Linked DNA regions of Ovis aries: region 1 is linked to region 2. The links are chromatin contacts, called in public Hi-C maps. All regions are on one chromosome and are shown on one strand. Each heading gives the region's core, a stretch centred on a gene start, on an enhancer-like site or on the middle of the called end of the contact. The rest is flanking DNA. Distances are from core to core; before and after follow the strand shown.

Region 1 (6,744 bases), core at 2,069-4,568, 1.0 Mb after region 2:
CAGACATGCAAGAGATTATCTTCTGAGACACTTTAAGTGGACTGAATCCTGGATACAAATTATTAAAACCAGACTCTCAAACAGATGGTTAACCTCCAAACTTTATTTCTTGGTTGAATGAATGAAAAGGGGAGAAGGGAACAGAGAATAATACACTATCTGGCAATAACTGTACATATTGCTTAAGTCCTGAATAACACAATACAGACCATGTGGATGCTTCTAAGCCTTCAAGAGATCTAAGGGCTGTCTCAATTCCATCACAAGAATCTGTGACGTTGGATAAATCCATCGAAATACAATCTGAACTTAATTTCTCATGCATATGATGACTGGAGATCATCTAAGTTTCCTTATAGCTTGCTAACACTAACAAAGAAAATACAAATTTATTCTTTTTTAATACAAATTACACACAGTACTTGTCATCCAAGTTAAACCACCGTGAGCTCTCCTGTTAGTTCTAGGCACCCATGATTAAAAAAAAAAAAAAAGTAGCACTGAGAAAGACAGAGGACAATCCTAATTTTCAAGAAAAAGCAGCAGAAAGAACACAATCTCCCAAAATATTCCCCTCTGCACAAAGTTTTGCCCTCTTCACCGGAGCAAGCCCTAACTATTACAGAGGATCACTTTATTTTAGGCTTAACAAATTATTGACAAAGCCTGGTCCTCAAAATGTAACTCTCTGTAACAGAGATGAAAAATAATTTTAAAATAAATTAAAAATTTAAACTTTTAATCAACAGCCAATTCAGTAGAATTGCTTGTCAAATAACCTTAGTAAAAAAACATTCCACGACAATAGGAATCACTATCAACATCACATTACCTCTAATTCTTGGGGGGAGGAAAAAAAGGCATAACCAGACAAGAATGAAAGTGACAGCTGCTGTAAAAAATAAAGTTAATACAAACAGAATCAACCTCAACAAAAAAGGAGAAAATACGAAAGGGCAACAACAACAAAAAAGAAAGGGCACAAAAGTTATTTACGAAAAAATAAAAGGCAATACAAACACTAGGGCTTCCCTGGTGGCTCAAGTGATAAAGAATCTGCAAACACTAACTTGTCATTTAAAATACTTGTGTAAGTAAAACCCTGAGGATAGTTTTTTTAATGATCAGAAAAGGCCCCCCCCCAAAAAAAAACTACTCCAGTAATCAAAGAATGTCTAAAGTGCACTCTTTCACATACATTTGTAAATTTATTTTGAAACAATAATGCTCTATTTTAAGGGGATATTTTTTAGTTAAGTTTGTCAGAATAAATCTTCCTCAACATAGAAAGTACCATGTTGAAACTTTCATCTATAAATCACTATAAATTTTAACTAAGTTTTCTGCTATCACCAGACAATACCAAATTAATTGTTCCACAAACTGACCTGCATACATTTTATTGTCCCTAAAACTGCTAACATCTCTGACATACGGACAGCCTAAAGTAAGTGTCCTTTCTAGCCCCCTTTTTTTCACTTAATACCATTTTTATGTTTTTAACCATTTTATTTGACTACTACATATGTGAGTAGGATCCTCTGGAGAAGGATTTTCTTTTTCCAGTACTCTTGCCTGGAAAATCCCATGGGCAGAGGCTCCTAGAGTCCATGGGGTCGCAAAGAGTCGGACACGTCTGAGCGACTTCACTCACTCATACGTGAGTACGGAAAATGCTCTATCTTGAAACTTCACTTACATGTGTCGAGAACATGATTACACTGCCATTCAAATTTTAAATAATTATGATTTATTTACAGCTCGTCTCATATATAAACACACTTGAATTGTTAAAGGTTATTAGGAAGACAGCAGAAGACCCCAACTCACTCAAGACCGCAGACCCACCTTCTAAATTGAAGGCTACATCCAACGTTTCCGAAATGGTTTACTAAGCAGGGTTTATAGGGTGGTTCAGGACAGAACTGCCCATCCATCATTCCATAACAGAAGTGTGATAAGAGCATTCAAGGCACGTTCTCCAAAATGAGATAAAGGGTTCCCTTTTGGGGTTGGCTAAGATGCCTAAAACGTGTGTTAACTGGTTAGGGACCTGCTCTTCCAAACCCTACCCCGAGTTTACACCGGCCACAAATGGAACGCAGGAAGAGGTAACTCTGAAGACGAGGAGGTGCCGGGATTCAGGATTCAGATTCATTTGCCTCGAATAACTGGACCGCTGCTGAGCGCAGCTTTAACGCATATACCAAAAGGCAGCCAACAGCTAGAGAACCACACACCAAATCCTCCCGATCAGAAACTTTTCAGGTTGTCACCCAGACAAGAGACCGCACGAACGTCAACTCCTACAGCCGCACACGGCTGGCACGGGTCGTTCCGACTCGGAGGCTTCCTAAAGGAAACCCACCCCCGGGTGGGACTCCTTCTCAAACCGGGTCCTCGGGTGCCCCCTGCACCAGCTGCGGGAGGCGCGGCAAGCGCGCTTTATACCTCCAGACGCCGGCAAGTAACTGTACGAAAATGTCACTCGGTCGGCCCACGGTCGCCGCCCGGAGCAGAGGAGCTGCGCGGCGCGGGGGACCCAGCGGCGGGGTAGAGGGCGCCGAGGCCGGCACAGCGCTCGGGGTCCAGCCGGGACCCGCGCTCCCCGCCCCTCTCCCGGAAGGGGGGGATGGAAAACCCGCCCGCCCGAGGAGGATTCAACAGGAGCGCCGCGCCGCCCGCCTGCCGCCCGGGAAACAGCCGCCCGCCCGCCGGCCGGCCGGCCGGGCGCGGGGGGGAGGGGAGGGGAGGCGGCGGGGCGCGGGCTGCCGGCGCGGACCCCCGGCCGCGCGCAAGGTCACCGCCCCGCCGCCCTCGCCGCCGCGGGCGCCCCGGCCCGGCCAGGGCGGCAAGTTTAATTTCCAGTCGGCGGCGGCTGGAGCCCGCGGCGTGGAGGGAGCGCGCCCGCCCCGGGGCCCTCCCCACCCCCACCGGGCAGCCCCGGCCCACGCCCCCGGCCCGCGCCCCGCTCCTCCCGGCGCCGCCGCCGCCGCCGCCGCGCAGCCGGCGGCTGCAGCCCCCGATGCCGAGAGGCGAGTCGCGGCTGCCAGGCGGGCGCCGCTTTGAGCCCCGCCAAGACACAGCCGCGGCGGCGGGCGCTGAAAAAAATGGAGCGCGGCGACCGGAGAACAGAGAGGTTTTCTCTCCCCGTTAACTGAATTGTTTCCTACCTCCGGGTGCCCGACTCGCTACTCCTCTCACTCCGCCGCTCTCCGGGATCCGCCGCCGCCGCCGCCGCATCCAATCGCCTCCTCCCCCCCTCCCCTTCCGCAGCCAGCCCGGCCGTTCCTCCTCCTCTCCGCTTCAAAATGGCGCCAAGCGCTCTTCGGCGGCTGCTCCAATCGAACCGCCGCGGACAGCACCCGGGGGCAGGCAGAGCGCCGCGTTGGTGCGCAGCGCCCCCTACCGACCGGACGGCCCCACGCGCGCGCGCGCGCCCGCCGGCCCGCCCGTCTCCCTTGCGCCCCGCCCCGCCCGGAGCGCGTCCCCGCCGCCGCTCCGCCCCGCCCAGCTCGTCGCGCGCGCACGCAGCCACACGGGCACGCCGCCGCTGCAAGACCCGCAACTGTCAATGCTTTCTCGGCCTCTTAAGGCTTTCTTGACTTTTCCCGAAAACCACACAAATTGTTATATATTTCTAGCTTTATGGATAAAAGTTGGAAATTTTTCAAAACAGTGAAATTCAGTACGAATGTTGTGTTAAGTAAATAAAATTGGTGTTGACTACTTTGCTCCTTTACGTTTGAGATGACGTAGTCATCTCAAAATGTCATAAAATAGCTTTTTTCTCCACTATGTATGTTATGTCTTTAATTAACCCCACAGCTTCCCCATTTTCAGGTATTGTTTAGGAAGCGGGAGGATGGAGGAACATAGTAATTACATCTGTAACAAAGCACTCCATTCATTCGTCCTATGACAATTGTTATTGGAGAAATAATCTGAAGATCACCGGACGCCTTCCAGAAGCTGGGTTTCTAACCCCCTTCACCTCCAGAAGGTGCCGTTCCTCCCACCTTCAGCTGTAAGGTGGTATGTTAAAGTTGATCTGTCGATTACTATTAGGATGGAGAGAGGAAAAAATAACTTTAAAGGCCTCAATGAAGCATAATTGCTAACGAAACTGTTTTATGGAACAGCCAATCGATTAAAGAAATTAGTAATATAAACTTTCATTTAAAGCAATGCTTTGGGAAAATTTGAAAAGTTGGTGTTAAAAGAAAAATAAATTTCTGTGGTAAGGGCTTTTAAAAAAAAACAACCAAATATGGCAGCAGGGTATAAATGGGAAATCTCTGTGCCTTCCTCTCAATATGCTGTACACTTACAGCTAATCTAATAAAAATAGAGTCCAAAAAATAACCAAGTTATAATTTATCAGGAGCAATATAAATGAAAGCGGCATCTGTTGGCCCATGCTTCCATCAGCTTTCCACTAACATTCCACTAAAAGATTATTTTCCTTTCCGTAGGGATTGGCAGATAAAAGAGACAAGGAGGAGAAAGGCAGTGTGATTTCCACACAGGGAGAAGAGCTAGAAGGGAAAGGATGCCACAAAGGGAAATAAGGTTAAGTGTTCCAAGATGACTTTGCCTACAATACAGCTCAATGCCAAAGCCACCAAACGTAAGCCAAGTCAGTTTCCTGCTGACTTTCTTTTTAAACACTGTCTTAGAGGTCTCATCTTGTTAAGCTCATTTGGTTAAGTCTTGAAGCATCTTTTACCTACCTAGTAACCAATGGTACTCCTGATCTCTGATACAGACATTATACTGGAAGTCTTAACTTCTTTTATTCTGAAGAAATCTCTGGGATCTTTGGGAATATATGTATATATGTGTTATCTACAGACTTGTAGAGTCTTCCAGATTTCCTTGGAGTTAAGTAGCATAGGTCACCATTATAATTGAGGTTCTGAGCTGCTGACTGAGAATTCCTGAATGCACTGAGCAGAACAGTCAAAGCAAAAACTGTTCACTCCTATCCAAGGTTAGCACTCAGCAGTGTGTGAAATCAATGGGCCTGATCCTGGTTAATGAGAGCAAACGGCACTAATTTACACTGTAAATCCACACTGTCCAAAAGAAACATGATATGAACCATGTATGTAATGTGAAATGTTTTCATGTTAAAGTGAAAAAAAGCAGTGAAATTAATTTTAATATTTTATATAACAGTATATCCAAAATATTGTCATTTGCATAATCAACATAAAATTTTGTTATTAATATACAATCACAGATAATTTACATTCTCTTGTTCATCTTGTGAATTTTACACTAAAAGCACATTTCAGTTTGTACTAGCTATGTTTCAAGTGCTCAGTAAGTACATGTGGTGGGTTTTCCTGGTGGTCCAGTGGTTAGGAATCTGCCTTGCAATGCAAGAGACACGGATTCCATCCCTGATGTGGGACGATCCCACATGCCACACACCCCCTCACCCCTTGCCGCAACTGGAGAAAATCAGCATGCAGTAAAGAAGACCTACCACAGCCAAAAAATAAAATGAATAAATAAATCTAAAGAAAAAAAAGTACATGTGGCTAGTGGCTTCCTATGGTGAAGAGTACAGCCTGTAGACTCTGGAATCAAAATGCTATTTTTTAACAACTTGTAATAAATATTCAACATTGTTTCATGGTGTATTCTTTGCAACTGTTGAACTCTGTTAAGAATTATGCCAGTACCAGTTGAAGTGCATGTATTTAAAATACATAAAAAGAAATGAGGATAATTTGAGACCTCTGGGACAACATCAAGAGCACTAATACTCACATTATATGGGTCCCTGAGGGAGAAGAGAAAGAGAAAGGGTCTGAGAACATATTTGAAGACATAATAGCTGAAAAATTCCCTGACCTATGAAAGGAAACATTCACCCAAGTTCAGGAAGCACAATCCCATATGCGATTAAACCAAAGAGGAACACACCAACACACAATTGTATTCAAAATGACTAAAATCAAATACATATGAATAAGAGTATATACTCATATAGTATTATATATAGTGTATATATATTATTTTATGCTCATGTTTTTTATATCAAACAGTGACTTACTCTAAATTTCCTATTTATATCAACTATATCATTGGCTTAGATATTTAAGAAAGCAAGTGAGAATTTATTTAAAGAGCATTATGATTAGCCACTAGAATTAGCGATAATTCTCAGCAAGCAGTTAAATTTAATACCAGAAGCATACTAATAGTAATACATGAGCTCCTTTAAAGACATCTCATTTAGAATAAAATTTCTTTATATGGTGTTAGAAATCATTAGTAATCGAACAATCTGGCCAGACGACTGAATGGAATAAAAACGAGCACTCTCTCCCTAAATGCCTATTTATATTTTAACTTTTCATTAAGTGTCTGGCATACAGGGCAGCTCCTGCTACTTGTTGACGAAGGAGCTATGAGGCTGTGAGGGCGCTACTTCTGTTTATTCAACCAGACTTGCTTACTTAAGTTAACCACTTTACTTCTCATTACTCTGAACTTCTCTACTTCCCACAACCATGCTGCTTTGGCCCATGACTTCCTTTGCCTGTAGATTTACCCTTCATTTTAATTTTCTTTTTCTCTCCATAGTCTTATGGCCTATGTTATTTACAACTAGAAAATGTTGGCCTCACTATTTTTAAAAAGGGCAAAAAAGGAAACACTCGCTATCCTTTTTGAAATATTTCAATCTTCTCTACAAGGTATGGATTCTATATGTATGTGCTTTTTTAT
Region 2 (6,458 bases), core at 1,543-4,042:
AATACAAAAGAAGAAAATGTACTCAAAATAATACAGCTTTTCTTTATTGCACAGTCCCAGCTTCTTTGAGCCCCAATGATTCTGTTACTGGACTTGGTCCCGGTCATATAGAAGTTCTATGCATCAGGAAATCAGTTGCCATCTCAGTAATTAACAGGAAATTACTCTGCATTTTGAACCAGACTGTCTGCTTTTGCTGCTGTTACTACTGCTGCCTTCCGAAGCTTTAGGATGCTCTCCCCGAACACTGAAAATCTGTTCCTTCTTTATCCAGAATCCATTCTCAGTGTTGTGAAGGAGCTGCGAGCGTTGGTATGAAGTGAGGTTCTTCACCTAGCAGTGAAGCTAAAATAGCTTTGTCCATCAAATTCCTGAACTTCTCTGAGCTTAAAACACTCCACCTATAAAATGTAAAATTTATCTGCTTCTCAGTGTTGTTTTTGTGGAATTAACAATGCCACAGAGTGAAACACTATGACCACAGTATGTAAATTGAACGTTGCTGCACAGATATGAGGAAATGTTAAATACTGGTTATTTAGAGCAGTGGCCTCCGACTGGAGCCCTCTATCTCAGGGGTCCACAGCAATCAGGTGAGGCCTGGAGAGAGAATGTTGGAACGTCTATGTATAAAATGTGTAAACTTAAAAGAAAAGATATTAAGCTTTCGCAATATTTAATACAAGAATTAAGCTGATGCTTTCTCTAGTCTGCGTCTGAAATGGTCATGGAACTTAGCAGTGAGATGTTCTGAGGGTCATACTGGTACCACAGCTAGGTGACATGGAGCTCCCGCGCATCGGGACGCGTTCTGCATCCCACACACGCTGCACTTTGTGCGTGTCCTTCGTGGCTGGCAGAACAATGCCGACTCCCAAACCTGTCCAGGAACCCCCGGAACCTGGGGACAGACTACCTCATGTGACAAAAGGAACTTTGCCAATCTGATTGCGACTTGAGATGGGGAGAGTATCTGGATTACCTGGATGGACCCAATGTAATCACCAAGGTTCTCACAGTAAATGAACTGGGGAGGCAGGAGCATCTCAGTGAAAGATGTGACAAGAGGTCAGAGTGATGTGATTGCTGGAAGGGGGCCACAGGCCGAGGAACATGGTGGCCTCTGGAAGCTGGAACAGTCAGGGAAACAGGGTTGTTCTTGTAGTCTCCATAAAGAACACATTCCAGCTGACACTTTGATATCAGCTCAGTGAGACCCATTTTAGGTTTCCAACCTCCATCCATAGCGTAGTAAGTAATAAGTCTGTATTGTTCAAGCCACTACATGTGTAGTAATTTGTTACAGCCACAACAAAAAGCTAACTTAGTATGTTAAGTGGATTTGTGAATTCTGTGATCCAATTTTAACTAAACTGTCACCAAAAGGGCAAACGTCCTCTAAAGAGATTTCTGCAGAAAAAGTGTTGCTGAAAGACAACTCTAATATTGCAAATGCAACTAAACAAGACATTGGCAGGACTGAACTTCATTACACTCCTCAGCTCATTTTAAAATGAAAAGAGTGATGTTCTAATGTACTTAATTCTATTGTTTTCACTATATTAATTTTTAAGTGAAGATAGTGGCTTTATATCATTAATACATAGTAATAAAATGTTACTTTTAACATATGCATTTTATATCTATTAAATCATTTTTAAAAAGCCTTTTAAAGTTGAAATAATTGTAGATTTACATGCAATTGTAAGAAATAATACAGAGAGATCCCCATGCACCCTTAATCCAGTTTCCCTCAATGGCACCATCATAACTCTAAGGTAATATTCTTGCCATAAGAACGCCATGAACAGCATGAAAACAAAAAAAGATATGACACTGGAAGATGAGCCCCCCAGGTCAGAAGGTGCCCTGTAGGCTACTGGGGAAGAACAGGGGGCAATTACTAATAGCTCCAGAAAGAATGAAGCCGTTGGGCCAAAGCAGAAATAAAGCTTAGTTGTCAATGAGTCTAGTGCTGAAAATAAAGTGTGATGCTATAAAGAATAATATTGCATAGGAATCTGGAATGTTAGGTTCATGAATCAAGGTAAATGGGACACAATCAAACAGGAGGTGCCAAGAGTGAACATCAACATCTTAGGAATCAGTGAACTAAAATGGACAGGAATGGGGGAATTTAATTAAGATGACGATTATATCTATTACTGTGGGCAGGAATCCCTTAGAAGGGTAATATCATAACTGGGATATTGACATTGATACAGCCCACTGACCTTATTTAGGTCTCACCAGTTTTACATGCATTCATGAGCGTGTATGTAATCAGCTGCATGCAATTTTATCACTTGTGTAGATTTGTGTGTAGCCTGTATCACTTGTGTAGATTTGTGTAACTGCAGATTACAGAATAATCTCATTATCACGAGAATACATCATGCTAGCTACAGTCACCTCCACCTCCCTCCGCACTTCCTTCTAACCTTTAGCAACCAGTTATCTGTTTTCTATCTCCATAATTTTGTCACTCTGAGACTGGGCTTTGCTTTTTTCCACTCAGCAAACTTCCCTTGGGATCCACCCAAGTTATTACTATACTAGTTTTTTATTGTTGCTGTACCAAATTACCACAAATTCAGCCACTTGATGCAACAAACACCTTTTATCTCACACTGCTGAAGGTCAAAAGTCCAAGAACAGCTCAACTGGACCTCTGCTTAGAATCTGACAAGCATAAATCAAGGCTGTGCGCCTTTCTGTAAGGCTCTGGGGATAAAGTGGTTCCAAGTTTGTGCAAGTTGTTGATCAAATTCAGTTTCTGGCACTTGCAGGACTGAGGTCCCAATTTCCATGCTGGCTGTCGGCAGAGAGAAGTCTTTGCTTGAGAGCCTGCCTGCATCCTTCATGTACTTTCCATTTGGCGCTCCCCCAGCAATAACAGATGAATCCCTCTCACACTTGGAATCTTTATGATTTCTGACATATCATTTCCACTCCAGCCAGAGAAAATTCTTCGAAGAGTTCATGTGATTAGATGGGACCCACTCAAGTAATCCAAAAGACTCTCCCTATTTTAAGGTCTGTAACTTTATACCTGCAAAGTCCCTTTGCCATGTAATATAACATATTCATTGGTTCCAGAGATCAGAGAGCGTACAATTTTTTGGGGGGCGGGGGGCATTTTTCTGTCCACCAGATTGTATATACCAATAGTTTGTTCCTCTGTATTGTTCAATAGTATTCCACAGTATGGGTATACCATGGTATTTAACAATTCATCCATGGAAGGACTTTTGAGTTGTTCCCAGTTTTGGACTATTATTAATATAGATGCTGTGAAAGTTCTTGTAATGACTTCATGTAACACACACTTTTTTTCATTTTTCTGTGGTAAATGCCCAGGAGTACAATAGTTGAGTCATATGGCAAGTTCAATTTTATTAGAAACATCCACCCACTTTCCAGAGAGGCTGTGCCCTTTTACAATGCAACCAGCAAAAAAATGAGTGATTCAGTTCCTCTGCATCCTCATGAGCATTGGCCGTTATCACTCGTTTTCACTGCGGCCATTCTGACAGGTGTGTAGTTGTATCTCATTGGGGCTTTAAATTTATATGTCCTTAATAATTAGTGTTCAAGCTGGTTTTAGAAAAGGCACAGGAACCAGAGATCAAACTGCCAACATCCACTGGATCATGGAAAAAGCAAGAGAGTTCCAGAAAACATCTATTTCTGCTTTATTGACTATGCCAAAGCCTTTGACTGTGTGGATCACAATAAACTGTGGAAAATTCTGAAAGAGATGGGAATACCAGACCACCTGACCTGCCTCTTGAGAAATCTGTATGCAGGTCAGGAAGCAACAGTTAGAACTGGACATGGAACAACAGACTGGTTCCAAATAGGAAAAGGAGTATGTCAAGGCTGTATACTGTCACCCTGCTTATTTAACTTCTATGTAGAGTATATCATGAGAAACGTTGGACTGGAAGAAACACAAGCTGGAATCAAGATTGCCGGGAGAAATATCAATAACCTCAGATATGCAGATGACAGCACCCTTATTGCAGAAAGTGAAGAGGAGCTAAAAAGCCTCTTGATGAAAGTGAAAGAGGCTAGCGAAAAAGTTGGCTTAAAGCTCAACATTCAGAAAACGAATTCAAGGCATCTGTTCCCATCACTTCATGGGAAATAGATGGGGAAACAGTAGAAACAGTTTCAGACTTTATTTTTTTGGGGCTCCAAAATCACTGCAGATGGTGACTGCAGCCATGAAATTAAAAGACGCTTACTCCTAGGAAGGAAAGTTATAACCAATCTAGACAGTATATTCAAAAGCAGAGACATTACTTTGAGAACTAAGGTCCGTCTATTCAAGGCTATGGTTTTTCCTGTGGTCGTGTATGGATGTGAAAGTTGGACTGTGAAGAAGGCTGAGTGCCGAAGAATTGATGCTTTTGAACTGTGGTGTTAGAGAAGACTCTTGAGAGTCCCTTGGACTGCAAGGAGATCCAACCAGTCCATTCTAAAGGAGATCAGTCCTGGGATTTCTTTGGAAGGAATGATGCTAAAGATGAATCTTCAGTACTTTGGCCACCTCATGCGAAGAGTTGATTCATTGGAAAAGAGTCTGATGCTGGGAGGGATTGGGGGCAGGAGGAGAAGGGGATGACAGAGGATGAGATGGCTGGATGGCATCACTGACTCGATGGACGTGAGTCTGAGTGAACTCTGGGAGTTGGTGATGGACAGGGAGGCCTGGCGTGCTGCGATTCATGTGGTCACAAAGAGTCAGACACGACTGAGCAACTGAACTGAACTGAACTGAATGATTAATGATGTGGAATATCTTTTCATGTGCTTCTTTGCATTCTCTTCAGTGAAATTGCTGTTCACATCTTTTGTCCTTCTAATTGGATTGTTTGATTTATATTTTTTACTGTTGAACTTGAAAAACTTATATGGTCTAGATATAAGTTCTTTGTTGCAAATGTGGTTTGCAAGTATTTTCTCCCAGTCTGCAGTTTGCTTTTTACCCACCATCTTCACATCAGCTTCATAAAGCAAATGTTTTAATTCTGATTAGGTCCAAATGACCAGTGTTCCCTCTTATGGATTCTGTTTTGATGGCAAGACTAGAAAATCTTCACCTAGCCATAGATGCTGAAGATTTTCTCCCATTTTGGTTTCTATAAGTTTTATAGTTTCATGTTTTACATTTATTTCAGAGACCCAGGAACTTTAAGGGTCCACTGACTTCCCTTTTCATTTGGAGCTCTTTTTAATCCAAGACATTTCTATTGAGAATGGCCTTTGGGTCACCCTGCTTATTTAACTTATATGCAGAGTACATCATGAGAAACGCTGGACTGGAAGAAACACTGGACTGGAAGAAACACAAGCTGGAATCAAGATTGCCGGGAGAAATAACAATAACCTCAGATATGCAGATGACACCACCCTTATGGCAGAAAGTGAAGAGGAACTAAAAAGCCTCCTGATGAAAGTGAAAGAGGAGAGCGAAAAAGTTGGCTTAAAGCTCAACATTCAGAAAACGAAGATCATGGCATCCGGTCCCATCACATCATGGGAAATAGATGGGGAAACAGTGGAAACAGTGTCAGACTTTTATTTTTGGGGCTCCAAAATCACTGCAGATGGTGATCGCAGCCATGAAATCAAAAGACACCTACTCCTTGGAAGGAAAGTTATGACCAACCTAGACAGTATATTCGAAAGCAGAGACATTACTTTGCTGACTAAGTTCCGTCTAGTCAAGGCTATGGTTTTTCCAGTAGTCATGTATGGATGTGAGAGTTGGACTGTGAAGAAGGCTGAGCGCCGAAGAATTGATGCTTTTGAACTGTCTCTTGAGAGTCCCTTGGACTGCAAGGAGATCCAACCAGTCCATTCTGAAGGAGATCAGCCCTGGGATTTCTTTGGAAGGAATGATGCTAAAGCTGAAACTCCAGTACTTTGGCCACCTCATGCGAAGAGTTGACTCATTGGAAAAGACTCTGATGCTGGGAGGGATTGGGGGCAGGAGGAGAAGGGGATGACAGAGGATGAGATGGCTGGATGGTATCATTGACTTGATGGACGTGAGTCTGAGTGAACTCTGGGAGTTGGTGATGGACAGGGAGGCCTGGCGTGCTGCGAGTCATGGGGTTGCAAGGAGTCAGACATGACTGAGCGACTAAACTGAACTGAAACATTGAGGAATTTTTTAATGAGCTAAATAGCAATGGTAGAATTTAATTTCAGACAAGTATTCACTGCAGAAATTTGATGAGTTAAGGGTATAAAGAAGACTATTTAAGAATTGCTGTTATTTTCTTACAATCATACTGCTCTTAGGTTGACCCCAAAACTCCAATTCCACCTTTAACATGTTCTTAAGAAGACTGCTGACGTAGATAGAGGAAATGTTTGATAAATTATTTATGAATGAATTTAATGGGTGACAGCAGTTACCATAAGGTCTAATTTATATATTTTTA

The links. Hi-C and Micro-C count contacts between places; a contact is called where the count stands out from the background.
Region 1: a contact with region 2 is called in a Hi-C map of tail adipose tissue, with 5 times the contacts expected there. The contact joins the promoter of PDS5B here to the enhancer-like site in region 2. A contact is called at or near these places in 4 of 16 Hi-C or Micro-C datasets (hypothalamus, skin fibroblasts and tail adipose tissue).

What each region holds. Positions count from the first base shown.
Region 1 is chr10:28,787,505-28,794,248 of ARS-UI_Ramb_v3.0, forward strand. PDS5B (PDS5 cohesin associated factor B) reads right to left here and starts at 3,319. Exons shown (of 34, transcript XM_027973013.3): 1 at 3,174-3,319.
Region 2 is chr10:27,767,164-27,773,621 of ARS-UI_Ramb_v3.0, forward strand. The region is part of intron 1 of STARD13 (StAR related lipid transfer domain containing 13); the gene reads left to right. Among named protein-coding and RNA genes, the nearest start is that of STARD13, 24 kb to the left of the region's middle. Within about 2 kb of position 2,793, at least 3 of the 54 cell types and tissues checked have an H3K27ac peak or open chromatin away from gene starts, as enhancers often do. A contact at or near this core is called in tail adipose tissue, where this site is marked.